Regions from separate parts of the Mus musculus genome. Here region 2 is linked to region 1. The links are chromatin contacts, called in public HiChIP or PLAC-seq maps. All regions are on one chromosome and are shown on one strand. The core of a region is the stretch at or near the end of the contact, and the rest is flanking DNA. Distances in the headings are between cores, read along the strand shown. Region 1 has its middle 620 kb from the start of Mmp16. Region 2 overlaps Gm42258 (a long non-coding RNA gene).

Evidence for each region. HiChIP or PLAC-seq counts read pairs in DNA pulled down with a chosen protein or histone mark.
Region 2: a contact with region 1 is called in an H3K27ac HiChIP or PLAC-seq map of embryonic stem cells, with 2.6 times the contacts expected there. The contact joins two enhancer-like sites.

What each region holds. Positions count from the first base shown.
Region 1 is chr4:18,465,616-18,471,719 of GRCm38.p6, forward strand. No RefSeq gene overlaps it. Among named protein-coding and RNA genes, the nearest start is that of Mmp16, 620 kb to the left of the region's middle. Within about 2 kb of position 2,401, at least 3 of the 459 cell types and tissues checked have an H3K27ac peak or open chromatin away from gene starts, as enhancers often do. A contact at or near this core is called in embryonic stem cells, where this site is marked.
Region 2 is chr4:19,135,712-19,141,815 of GRCm38.p6, forward strand. It overlaps Gm42258 (a long non-coding RNA gene), which reads left to right. Exons shown (of 5, transcript XR_881142.1): 3 at 417-519; 4 at 1,684-1,725; 5 at 1,953-2,021. Among named protein-coding and RNA genes, the nearest start is that of Gm42258, 16 kb to the left of the region's middle. Within about 2 kb of position 2,155, at least 8 of the 459 cell types and tissues checked have an H3K27ac peak or open chromatin away from gene starts, as enhancers often do. A contact at or near this core is called in embryonic stem cells, where this site is marked.

The sequences.
Region 1 (6,104 bases), core at 1,151-3,650:
TGCTACAAATTTTTTAACCATAACGATCTTACAATTAGATTATGTAGTTACTAGAAATCATCCAGTTAGCTAGTCCTTATGCTTATAGGTAGGAAGGCACACATATTCTCCCATACATGTGAAAATACATTCAAGACTTAGACACTTTTAGAACAAGATGTCTGCCATTGTTATTCAAATAGAATCTCTTCCAGGGAAAAAGAAAGAAAGGAAATGACTAAAGTGTATGTCTCCTGTAAGTTTGGCCCACTTCTTTATTTTTCTCATGGCCATCTATCAACAGAGTAAAATGACTTTCACAGGCCTAAATACAGTTATAATTAATACGTCATAGAATATCTTAACGTACTAAAAACGGTCAGAATCCATGAAATACATACCCTAAATAATGTGATAGATAGGCAGATATTTCTAGAAAACTCTAAAACAATATTTCCCATTTCTTTTATGGTTCTCCAGAAAAAATAAAACTATGAAGTTTTTTGGTTTTTTTGCTTTGTTTTTTGTTTTGTTTTGTTTTGTTTTGTTGGTTTTTTGGTTTTTTGAGGGTTTTTTTTTTGGAATTTTTCCTCATTCTTTGTTGTTTTGGAATGTGTGAGATAAATTTCTTATTTCTTAATAGCCATACCTCAACTCAGCTCTGAATCAGCCAAAGTAAATTCTGAAATTCATGATTTCAGAAATCATTTATACTCTTATTTATTTATTTATTTATTTATTTATTTATTTATTTATTTCAGAGCCACCAATGAGTACTTACATTGGAAATCACCATTGGGAAGTGAGGATGAATAAGATGATAAGTGAGTAGTTGTGTTAGTTCATTCACTACTATAACAATACCTTCCACAATGACCTTAAGGGAGAAGCAGATTATGGCTCGTGCCTTTTAAAGTTTTATTCTCTGATTAATTGGTTCAATATTACATGCTTGCAATGAAACAGTAGATCATAGAAAGATCATATGCTGGAACTGTATGACAAGCCAAGGATCAAACAGAAATACCAGGGTCATAGCCCTTTCAAAGGCATACTGAAGAAGCCCCAATCGGTCCCACTTTTTTAAGTATCCAATAGCTTTCAATAAAACTTTTCTGGGATCAAGTTTTTAAAATCTGTCTTTGGGGAACATTCATGATCCAATTATAGCAGTAGTTAATACTAAATTAAGAAGCAATTCTCTCAGAGTTTTTATAATCAAGCCAGATATAGTCTTAGGAAGGAGTTACATGCGTTCACTATACAGTGTTATTAGCAAATCTTTGAAAGCTCATATACATACTAAGCTGTATTTAATACATGCTGTGAAGGAAGTAACAAAGAACCAATTAATTTACACCGTAAATATTGGGTTTTTAGTAGTTACATAAAATGTTATTGAAGATACATATCGAAATAATTAAGAGGGTTATCTTATGTGTAGGTAACTGAAGATCATTTCCCTTTTCATTTCCATGTGTGCTGTAACATTCCATGCCGGCTTCTATAGTTGTGTAGTTTAAACCATTTTAATAAGTTATTACTTCTTAATCACCTGTCAAGATGTAGCTAAAACAGAGGAGGAGGCAATCAATTCCACTTGAAACTTTAAGTTTGGAGATTAATCTTTAAAAGTAGAAATGTATAAGAGAATGCAGGAAATGGGAAAATACCAAGGCCTTAAAGTACAGATATTCAATAAGAAGTCTTCAATGAGCCATTTGTCATAAGGACCAATAGATAGATGTAGAGCAGGAGATCCTCTAGCCTGGGACAGAAATCTGGGCTGTCACATGTCAAGAGTAGACAACATAAGCTAAAGAGAAATCGAATGGTAGAGCTGAGAAGATGACTCAGCTGGAAAAGTGCTTGTTGGGCAGGATTTGTCCTCAAACCTACATAAAAATCTAGTCACAATGATGAGTACTCTTTATCCTAGCATTGGAGAGGTAGATACAGCGCTACCCCTGGGCTTGTCAGTGTCCAACCTAGTCTAACTGGTGAGCAACTCACCAAGATGTGGATGCTGACTTGGAAAAGAAAAAGTGCAATTTTTCTAAAGAATAACATTCAATGTTGACCTCTTGCCATCAAAGTCATTCACACTTATGCACTCACGAATTCTCAAACATATGAACACATACGCACAAAGAAATGCTTTCTCATTTGAGAGGATAGTGAACTTTGGAGTACATTGTCAGGGTATAGAAATGTCTTTATGTCTTTTCTATTGTGCTTACAACTAAGGAACTTCAAAGGATCCTGAATACCCTGACACTGAGTTTTATATAGGGGCGTTAGTATGAAAACACCTGGGCTAAAAATGCAAAACTTCTAGTGGAAGGTTAGGCCAGCTGGGACTGAGCACTGAAATGCATGCTTCACAGGGACCCATTCCTGGGTATGCAGCAAGTCTGGTTAGAGGACAGTAACTGCTACATCCATTCCAGTAGTCACAAGCGTGACAGGCCCCTAAAACCTGGGCGCTGTCCCGAGGTGAAAAGTTCATGGAAACTTAGTCTCCTGGAATCGTGGCATCCTGTATAAAGAATGCTCCAATGTCCTTGCTTTAGTTGGTAAATGGATCTGTGTGCTTTCCCTTAATATTTCTTTATTACAAGTGCTCCTAAGGATTGATACTTTGACATATAGCTAAGTTAGATTCCAGGCAGTCCTTGATTTGACCTTGGGCATGGATAACTAAGTCACTGCCCTACACAGAAATGTACCATTATCTAGGAAGAAGGAAGTTTGTGACCAAAAGAGGAACCAGAGTAGATACTTAGAACTAAAGATAGCTGAGTTACACCCATACACAATGGCCTAGGGGGAAGGTGGACTATACAATAGAATAGAGTAGCAACTATGGCAAGGGCACGAAGCCCTTGCCCCTGGCTTCTAAGATTAAGTGGACCTTAGGTGGAGCTGTTTTTGATCCCAGTTGTTAGCATTGAGTTTTACCCCAGTTGGTTCCTGCCTGTTCTTCCGTGTTTGCATTCCTCTATTTTGTGTAAGAATCAAGTACGCTCTTTGTACCTTGCAGGTGTGTCACCCAACTTCCCTATTTTCTTCTGTATAAAAAGTTTGAAGCTCAATTTGACAAATTACATTCAGATACACATTCCCTTGTGTTGAGTCTGTCTGTCAACTCCCACAGACTTCTTGCCCACCTGTGACCAGAGACTCGTTCCATGCAGACAAGGGACCAAGAGGGTCTGCAGCAAGCAACATTTGCTTATGAAGCTTGCCAATCTCTCTTTTGTAACTGTCAACAGGTAGACTCCATCCGCATAACTCTATAAGCAGCTCAGATCTTCAGATTGATTTAAACACTCAGGCCAAAAAGGTCATTTCTTGAATCTGGGATATTTGAGATTTTAGACCATTTAAATGTTACAATAAGTGTAAGTTTTGGGAAGATCACTGCTATACAGTATGGAAAGTGAACAGTAGCAGGTAAAAAGAAATCAATAAGATAACTATTCAGCAAAAGAAAAAAAAATGAAGACTATTCAGCTTCCAGATGAGAAAATGATAAACTCACTCTAAAAGTATAAGGCAATTTGTTTTTGAGGAAACTAAGAGAAAATGCATGAGTTGATGAGAGTTGAGATTATTTTCTTCTGCTTCCCTGAACTAATTTAAATTCATTTTAATGTTTTGTTTTTGTTCACTAATGTGTCATTAGTCTACTTAAAGATTTTCATTTTTTAGCATACTTTATTAACTTAAAAAATACAGAAAAAGTTGAACTCTCATTTTAACTTTATGAATTATTATTGACATGAAAACTCTGGTCTCATGAACTCAATCTATGAAGTTCACATCAAAAAAAAAAAGAATTTTTGTAAAGATTTTATTGCCTAAGTTTTTACTTCATAAGATATTTTTCAAGAGCAACCTCAGTAACTTGAAAGCCATCTGCTCCATACACTAAAATAATCCAACTAAAGCACAGAATTAAAAATTGGTATTCTCCCTATGGAAAAGAGTAAAATGATATAAGGTAATGGAATTCTACTGGAAATCCCAAGAACATTACATCTAAATGGGAGATACTTAACTCACACTTCTGCAAATCTGGACATTCAACAATGCAGACTTTCTGCATTGTGCTTAATATAAAGGGCAGTTTGTACTTCAAAGAGTTGGACAGAGAGATGCCCTAGTGGTTGAGGGCACCTTTTGTTCTTGCAGAATACTTGGATTCAGTTCCCAGCACTCCTGTGCTGGTTACTGTTAATTATTTTTCTTGGGGTTTCTTGGAAAGATACCTAAGGAAGAGAAAATGCTAAAGATGTTTAAGAATAGACTTAAGAACTGATCTAAATAAAATATTATAATGCAGCCAGGACTGACAGTAGTTATATTTTACTTCTTGGGTAGAGGGATCGCTAATAATTTGTTAGGAGGTTCATAAAACAACAATCAATGAATAAAATCAGTAAGCTATGCAGAGAGAAATTAAGAGCTATTGCTATCCATTTATTGAAAAAGTAAAAACAAATAAACAAACAAAAAAAAACAAACCAAAAAAAGAAGCTGGATTTTTAGTTACCCAAAAGTTCCATGTCAAACTAACAAATTACTCTAAAATGTCCTAAGCTAAGAAAACCTCCATGTGAAACCTCAATTCAAGTTGTTAAACAGAGCAGTCTAAGAGGATTTCAAAACAACATAGAATATTTCTTATGTCCCTAGTTGCCTCTCAGAGGTAGAGAGTAAGTATTTACTACTAAGTTTATTCCATGGTTTGGACATAGGACTTGAAAGATTCAAGTCGGCTCTATCCTGACACTATCCTTCTAGGATAGTAACTGAAGGAGGTCCATAAAATAAAAGAAAGGGAAGAAATTAACAGTCCCATCTATCAGTGACATGCATGAACCATGAGAATAAGCAACATGGCAAGATATTGCCAAAGATATAACAGTGACCAAGAGTTATAAGTTATATCTTGGCAGTAACCAACAGCTATGTAATTGTACTTAATGCCCACTCCACAAGGAAGAAACCTTGCCTGGTACTAGAATTCTATCCAACTATCTGAGACTAGTGAGGTCACACATCGTAGAGGATAGCCTATCATATCCACTTTACTATAATTCTAAACAGTACTCTAAAACGTGCTTGTACCACAGATACAGATAGCTCTCGCCTCTCATTAAATAAGCTTCTTTTCTCAGCTTTCCTCTTTCATTACAGAATTCTTCAACTAGTCATAATGCTGAACCTAACTGATTATGGGGAATCCAGTCCAAACAAATACAACTACAAGACAACTTCTTCATATAAAGGCCAAGGGCATTATAGAAAAGTGGGTAGGAATAGTGTAAAAGACAGAAGAGCTGGAAGTCTGCTGCAAGTTTATATTGCCTAGAACTATAAACTTTGCCTGAGAGGAAGTCTAAACCTATGATATTGCATCGCTATGTAGCTGCCTATAAAAGATCTGAGAAATGAGAATACCAGTATACGTGCTAACATAAAATTAGAAAAATCCAAGGGTTTTCAGGTTTAGACAAAGGATGATAGGCAACTAATGGGAGTTGAGATAAGGAGAATTAGACTTTTCTCAGGAATGAAATAGTTATCTATCCAAATCAAAGTGATTGACTCTGACATCTTGTACACTTAAACAACACTAAATGAACTCAGCAAGTATATATATATGTATACATAAATATATATGGTGGAATGATATAATTATATTTTAATTGCAATTTAGAAAATTAATAATCAATTTTACCTGAGAAAATTCTGAGAAAATATCTTTGTTTTGTTTCTTTTTATAGTGTTTTTCTTTCCTCCATTATTTTTCTTTTTGGATTTTGGTTTTTAAGAGGATGTTGTACTCTACTCACCAAATGAAAAAAAATTGTTAAAAATAAAAATAATGGTCTTCAATGAATTCACAATGCAAACATATTTGTTCACATGTATCTATATGTATATATATGTACATATATACATATATATACATATGTATATAATTGAATATATAATGACAAATCCAGATTTTTTTTAATTTTAAAAGTTAGTTTCTGACCACCAATAATAGTAATTCTCTCTGTGGAGCAGGAGGGCCTAGGGTGGCTGGTGGGAATGGGAAACTGTTTTTGCAA
Region 2 (6,104 bases), core at 905-3,404, 670 kb after region 1:
AAGCTTAGAAAACAAGATAATGTATACCAGAGTCAAATTCCCAGTGAGAAACTCTTAAGAAGGCAGTACACATAAAGTTGAAAGAGTAGAGATGAAGACACAGTGAACACCCTCAAAACTAGAAAATCCAATATGAAACTTTTACCAAGCAAAGCTTCAGGCAACAATATGGCTAAAATGAGTACTGCAACCAGAAAAGCCAAGGGGTGGAGGTGGGGGGGGGGGGAATTTCTGCCCAAGTTATTTGGAGCTTGAATGGTGAACATGAAGTTACAGAATTTATTATGTGTTTTCTGTATTGCTTTGGCTCAGTTACTCCTTGCTGTATTTTTATCCTTTCCACGTTTTAATAGGAGCATAGACACTGGCTTACCATTTTATGTTTGGAGGATGTAATTTTCATTTTTATTTTGCAGGGCTCAGAGCTACAAGTTTACATTGAATCTCACAGTGGAACTTACACATAAACTTTTGAATGGTCATGAGAGTTTGACAACTGTGTCAATGCTTGGAGATGGGGTAAATATAAGATTGACATGAACATTTAAAAACCAGCCACACAGTGTTATGGTATGATATGAATTATTCTTCAAGGGGCCATGGAAGTATTTCTCAGGTCAGGTTTTATAGGATTACTTTTCAAAATTGACATAAATATAAGGAAACAACTAAGCTTCTAAAGTCTTATAATCCAGTACAATAAAAGTGATGTCACATTACATTTTTTCATGACTAATATTTTCTTCTTGCTAATAACTGAGAACAAAAATGACAATGCATCTTATTTAAAGAAATGAGAAAACTGAATGTTTGGTAGGTATTCAGAAAAATATCCTCTTTCTAAACACATATATTATTTCCCTCACAGTTGAAATTGTGCATGGATTATTTGAAATTCTAAGTCAATGGTTAACTACTTTTCATATTGAAAAGGTCAATGAATCTGAACCTCTCTTCAGATAAACAATGAGGTCTTTTATCCACTAGGTCTTGAATTTGTGCAGGGTCATTAATAGGGTTCGATTTGCATTCTTCTACAAGATAACATACAATTTGATCAGCTTGATTTATTGATGATTCTGTATTATTTTCCAGTGTAGACCTCTGGCTACTTTATCAAAATGAAGATGTCCAAATATGTTTGAATTTGCACCTGTAACTTCAATTTGATTCCACTAATCAATCTATTTTTATACCAATCCATTGTAGTTTTTATTACTGTACTATACTGTACTGTACAGTTTGAAATCAGAGATGGTGATAATTCCAATAGTTCTTTTATTATTCAGGATTATTTCAGTTATATTGGTTTCTTTGCTTTTTCCTATAAAGTCACATATTGTCCTTTCAATATCTGTGAAGAATTGTGTTGGATTTTCTATGGCAATTGCATTGAAGCTGTAGATTTCTTTTACTAGGGTGGCCATTTTCACTATGCTAATTCTACTGCTTATAAACATGGTAAATCTCTCTATTTTGATATCCACCTCAATTTCTTTCTTCAAAGACTTAAAGTTTTTATCATATAAGTCTTTGACTTGCTTGGATAGAGTTACCCGAAGGTATTTTATGTTATTTAAGGCTGTTGTGAAAGATGTTGTTTCATTCATTATTTCCTTAGTCCATTTGTCATTTATATATAAGTAAGCTACTGATTTTTTTTTTTTTAAATCTTGTATCCAGCCACATCAATGAAAGTATTGAACATCCACAGGAGATTCCCAGGTGAAATTTTTAGGCCCACTTATGCAAATTATCATATCATCTGTAAATAACAATACTTTAACTGCTTCCTTTCCAAATTGTATCCCCTCTATCTCCTTAAATTGTCTTATTGCTTTAGCTAGAACTCAAGTATTTTTTATTAGACATTTTCTTTATTTACACTTTAAATGTTATCCCCTTTCCTAGTTTCTAAAATCCTCTATCCTCTCCCCTGTAACCTCCCACAGCCTGAAACAGGCTGATCAAGACTTTGACCTTGCTGCCACTAAGAAGGAGACCACCTGGGGTGGAGCCTTCCTGCCTAGATGGCTCTATTGTTCTGCCACCTGCCACTGCTCCTCCAAGACACTGCTACCTACTGAGAGGCCCCTGAGATATTCTGGAGACTACACTCTATCCTGCAGTCTTCACCTGAAGCTGGTTCCAGGCACCAAGAATGGATTAGCAGGGGATGGGCCTCCCCCTCCACAGCCCCTTTATAAGCACAGATTGCTATTAAACATTGGAGCCTTGATCAGGAACCTTGACTTGGCTCCATTATTTCTCTCCACCACCTAGTTTCTGTCTTTTCAGTCCCAGTTTGCCTTCTAGGAGTAACCCCAGTCCATGTGAGCCTCGGGCCAGCTCCCAACACTCCTCACCTAGCCCTGCTCCCAAAACCACCCACTCCCACTTCTTGGCCCATGCATTCCCGTACACTGGGGCATAGAACCTTCACAGGACCAAGGGACTCTCCTCCCATTGATAACCGACTAGGCCATCCTCTGCTATTTATGCAGGTAGAGCCATGAGTCCCACCATGTGTTTTCTTTGATCGGTGATTTAGTCCCAGGTAGCTCTAGGGATACTGGTAAGTTCATGTTGTTGTTCCTCCTACCCTTTCCTACTCCTGCAAACTCCTACAGCTACTTGGGTATTTTCTCTAATGTCTTCATTGGGGACCCTATGCTCTATCCAATAGATGGTTTTAAGAATCCACTTCTGTAGTTCTCAGGCACTGGCAGAACCTCTCAGGAGACAGCTTTATCAGACTACTGTAAGCAAACCTGTTCGAATCTGCAATTGTATATGGTTTTGTTGGGCATTTATGGGATGGACCCCAGGTAGGGCAGTTTCAAGATGGTCATTCTTTCAGTCTCTGCTCCGAACATTGTCTCTGTAAATCCTTCCATGGGTATTTTGTTCCCCCTTCTAAGAAGGATCGAAGTATTCACACCTTGGTCTTCTTTCTTCTTGAGTTTCATGTGATTTGCAAATTGTGTCTTGGCTATTCTGAGCTTCTGGGCTACTATCCACTTACCAGTGAGTGCATATCATATGTGTTCTTCTGTGACTGGGTTACCTCACTTACGATGATATCTTCTAGATTCATCCATTTGCCTAAGAATTTCATAAATTTGTTGTTTTTAATAGCTGAATAGCACTCCATTGTGTAAATGTACCACATTATTTGTATCCATCCTCTGTTGAGGGGCATCTGAGTTCTTTCCAGCTTCTGGCTATTATAAATAAGGCTGATATGAACATACTGGAGCATGTGACATAATTACTAGTTGGAACATATACTGGGTACATGCTCAAGAAAGGTATTGCTGGATCTTCCGATAGTACAGTGTCTAATTTTTGAAGGAACCATCAAACTGATTTCCAGAGCATTTGTACCAACTTGCAATCCCATCAGCATTGGAGGAGTGTTCCTTTTTGTCCATATCATTGCAAGCATCTGCTGTCATGTGAGTTTTTGATCTTAGACATTCTGACTGGTTTGAGGTGGAATCTCAGGGTTGTTTTGATTTGCATTTCCCTAATAATTAAGGATATTCAACATTTTTTAATGTGCTTATCAGCCATTCAGTTTGCCTCAGTTGAGAATTCATTGTTTAGCTCTATACCCTATTTTTAATAGGGTTATTGGGTTGTCTGGAGTCTAACTTCTTGAGTATTTTGCATTTATTAGGTATTAGCCCCCTATCAATTTTAGGATTGGTAAAGATTTTTCTCAGTCTGTTGTTGGCCTTTTTTTTCTTATTGACAGTGTCTTTTGCCTTGCAGAAGCTTTGCAATTTTATGAGGTCCCATTTGTTGAATCTCAATCTTACAGCACAAGCCATTGCAGTTCTGTTCAGGAATTTATCCCCTGAGTCCATATCTTCAATGCTTTTCCTCACTTTCTCCTCTATAAGATTTAGTGTCTGTGGTTTTATGTGGAGTTCCTGGATCCACTTAGACTTGAGCTACATACCAGGAGATAAGAATGGATCACTTCTACATGGGAACAGCCAGTTGAGCCAGCATCATTTGTTAAAAATTCTGTCTTTTTTCCACTGGAATGTTTTGGCCCCTTTGTCAAAGATCAAGTGACCATAGTTGTGTGGTTTCATTTCTGGGTCTTCAATTCTATTCCACTGATCTACCTGTCTCTTGCTGAACCAGTACCATGCAGCACCAGTACCAGAGTAATTGCTCTGTAGTAAAGCTTTAGGTCAGGGATGGTGATTCCACCAGAGGTTCTTTTATCATTGAGAAGAATTTTTGCTATCCTAGGTTTTTTGTTATTCCAGATGAGTTTGCAAATTGTCCACTCTAACACAGTGAAGAATTGAGTTGGAATTTTGATGGGAATTGCATTGAATCTGTAGATTGCTTTTGGCAAGCTAGCCATTTTTACTATCTTACAGATCTTTCACTTGCTTAGTTAGAGTCACACCATGGTATTTTATATTATTTGTATCTATTTTGAAGGGTGTTGTTTCCCTCATTTCTTTTTCAGCCTGTTTATCCTTTCTTTTGGGAAAGGCCACTGATTTGTTTGAGTTAATTTCATATCCAGCTACTTCACTGAAGTTATTTATCAGGATTAGGAGTTCACTGGTAGAATTTTTGGGGTCACTTATGTATACTATCACATCATCTGCAAATAGTGACATATTAACTTCTTCCTTTCCAAATTGTATCCTTTGATCTCCTTTTGTTGTCTAATTTCTCTGGCTAGGATTTCAAGTATAATATTGAATAGGTAAAGAGAGATTGGGCAGCCTTGTCTAGTCCCTGATTTTAGTGTGATTACTTCAAGTGTCTCTCCATTTAGTTTGATGTTGGCTACTTGTTTGCTTTATGCCGCAGACCCTCTGGGCCTCTCGGCTTGTCAAGCTGACTCGACCAGAGTGCGTGGCAGCTTTATATTGCTTTTATTATATTTAGGTATGGGCCTTGAATTCCTGAACTTTCCAAGGCTTTTATCATAAATGGGTGTTGGATTTTGGCAAATGCTTTCTCAGCATCTAACAAGATGATCATGTGTTTTTTGTCTTTGAGTTTGTTTATATAGTGGATTACATTGAAGGATTTCCATATATTGAACCATACCTGCATCCCTGGGACGAAGGCTACTTGATCATGATGGATGATCATTTTGTTGTGTTCTTTGATTCAGTTTGACATAATTTAATTGAGTATTTTTGCATCAATATTCATAAGAGAAATTGGTCTGAAGTTTGCTTTCTTTGCTGGGTCTATGTGTGGTTTAGGTATCAGAGTAATTGTGGCTTCATAAAACGAATTGGATAGGATACCTTCTGTTTCTGTTTTGTGGATAGTTTGAGGAGTCTTGTTATTAGGTCTTCTTTGAAAGTTTGATAGAACTCTGCACTAAACCCATCTGGTCCTTGGCTTTTTTTGGTTGGGAGACTATTAAAGACTGTTTCTCTTTTTTTAGGGGATATGTGACTGTTTAGATTAATAATCTGATTCTGGTTTAACTTTGGTACCTTGTATCTGTCAAGTAAATTGTCCATTTCCAGCATTTTCAACAAATGGTACTGGCTCAACTAGCAGTTTTCATGTTAGAAGTGATCCATTCTTATCTCATTGTACAAAGTTCAAGTCCAGGTGGATCAAGGAACTCCACATAAAACCAGAGACACTAAAACTTATAGAGGAAAAAGTATGGAAAAGCATTGAAAATATAGGCACAGGGGGGAAATTCCTGAGCAGAATAGCAATGGGACCATTCAACAAATGGGACCTCATAAAACTGCAAAGCGTCTTAAAGCAAAAGACTGTCAATAAGACAAAAGGGCCACCAACAGATTAGGAAAGGGTCTTTACCAACCCTAAATCAGATAGGGGACTATTATCCAATATATACAAAGATCTCAAAAAGCTGGACTCCAGAAAACCAAATAACCCCATTAAAAATGGGGTACAGAGCTAAACAAAGAATTCACAACTGAGGCAAATCAAATGGTTGAGAAGCACCTGAAAAAAATGTTCAACATCCTTAATCATTAGGGAAATGCAAATCAAAACAAACCTGAGATTCCACCTCTCACCAGTCAGAATGGCTGGGATCAAAAATTCAGGTGACAGCAAATACTGGC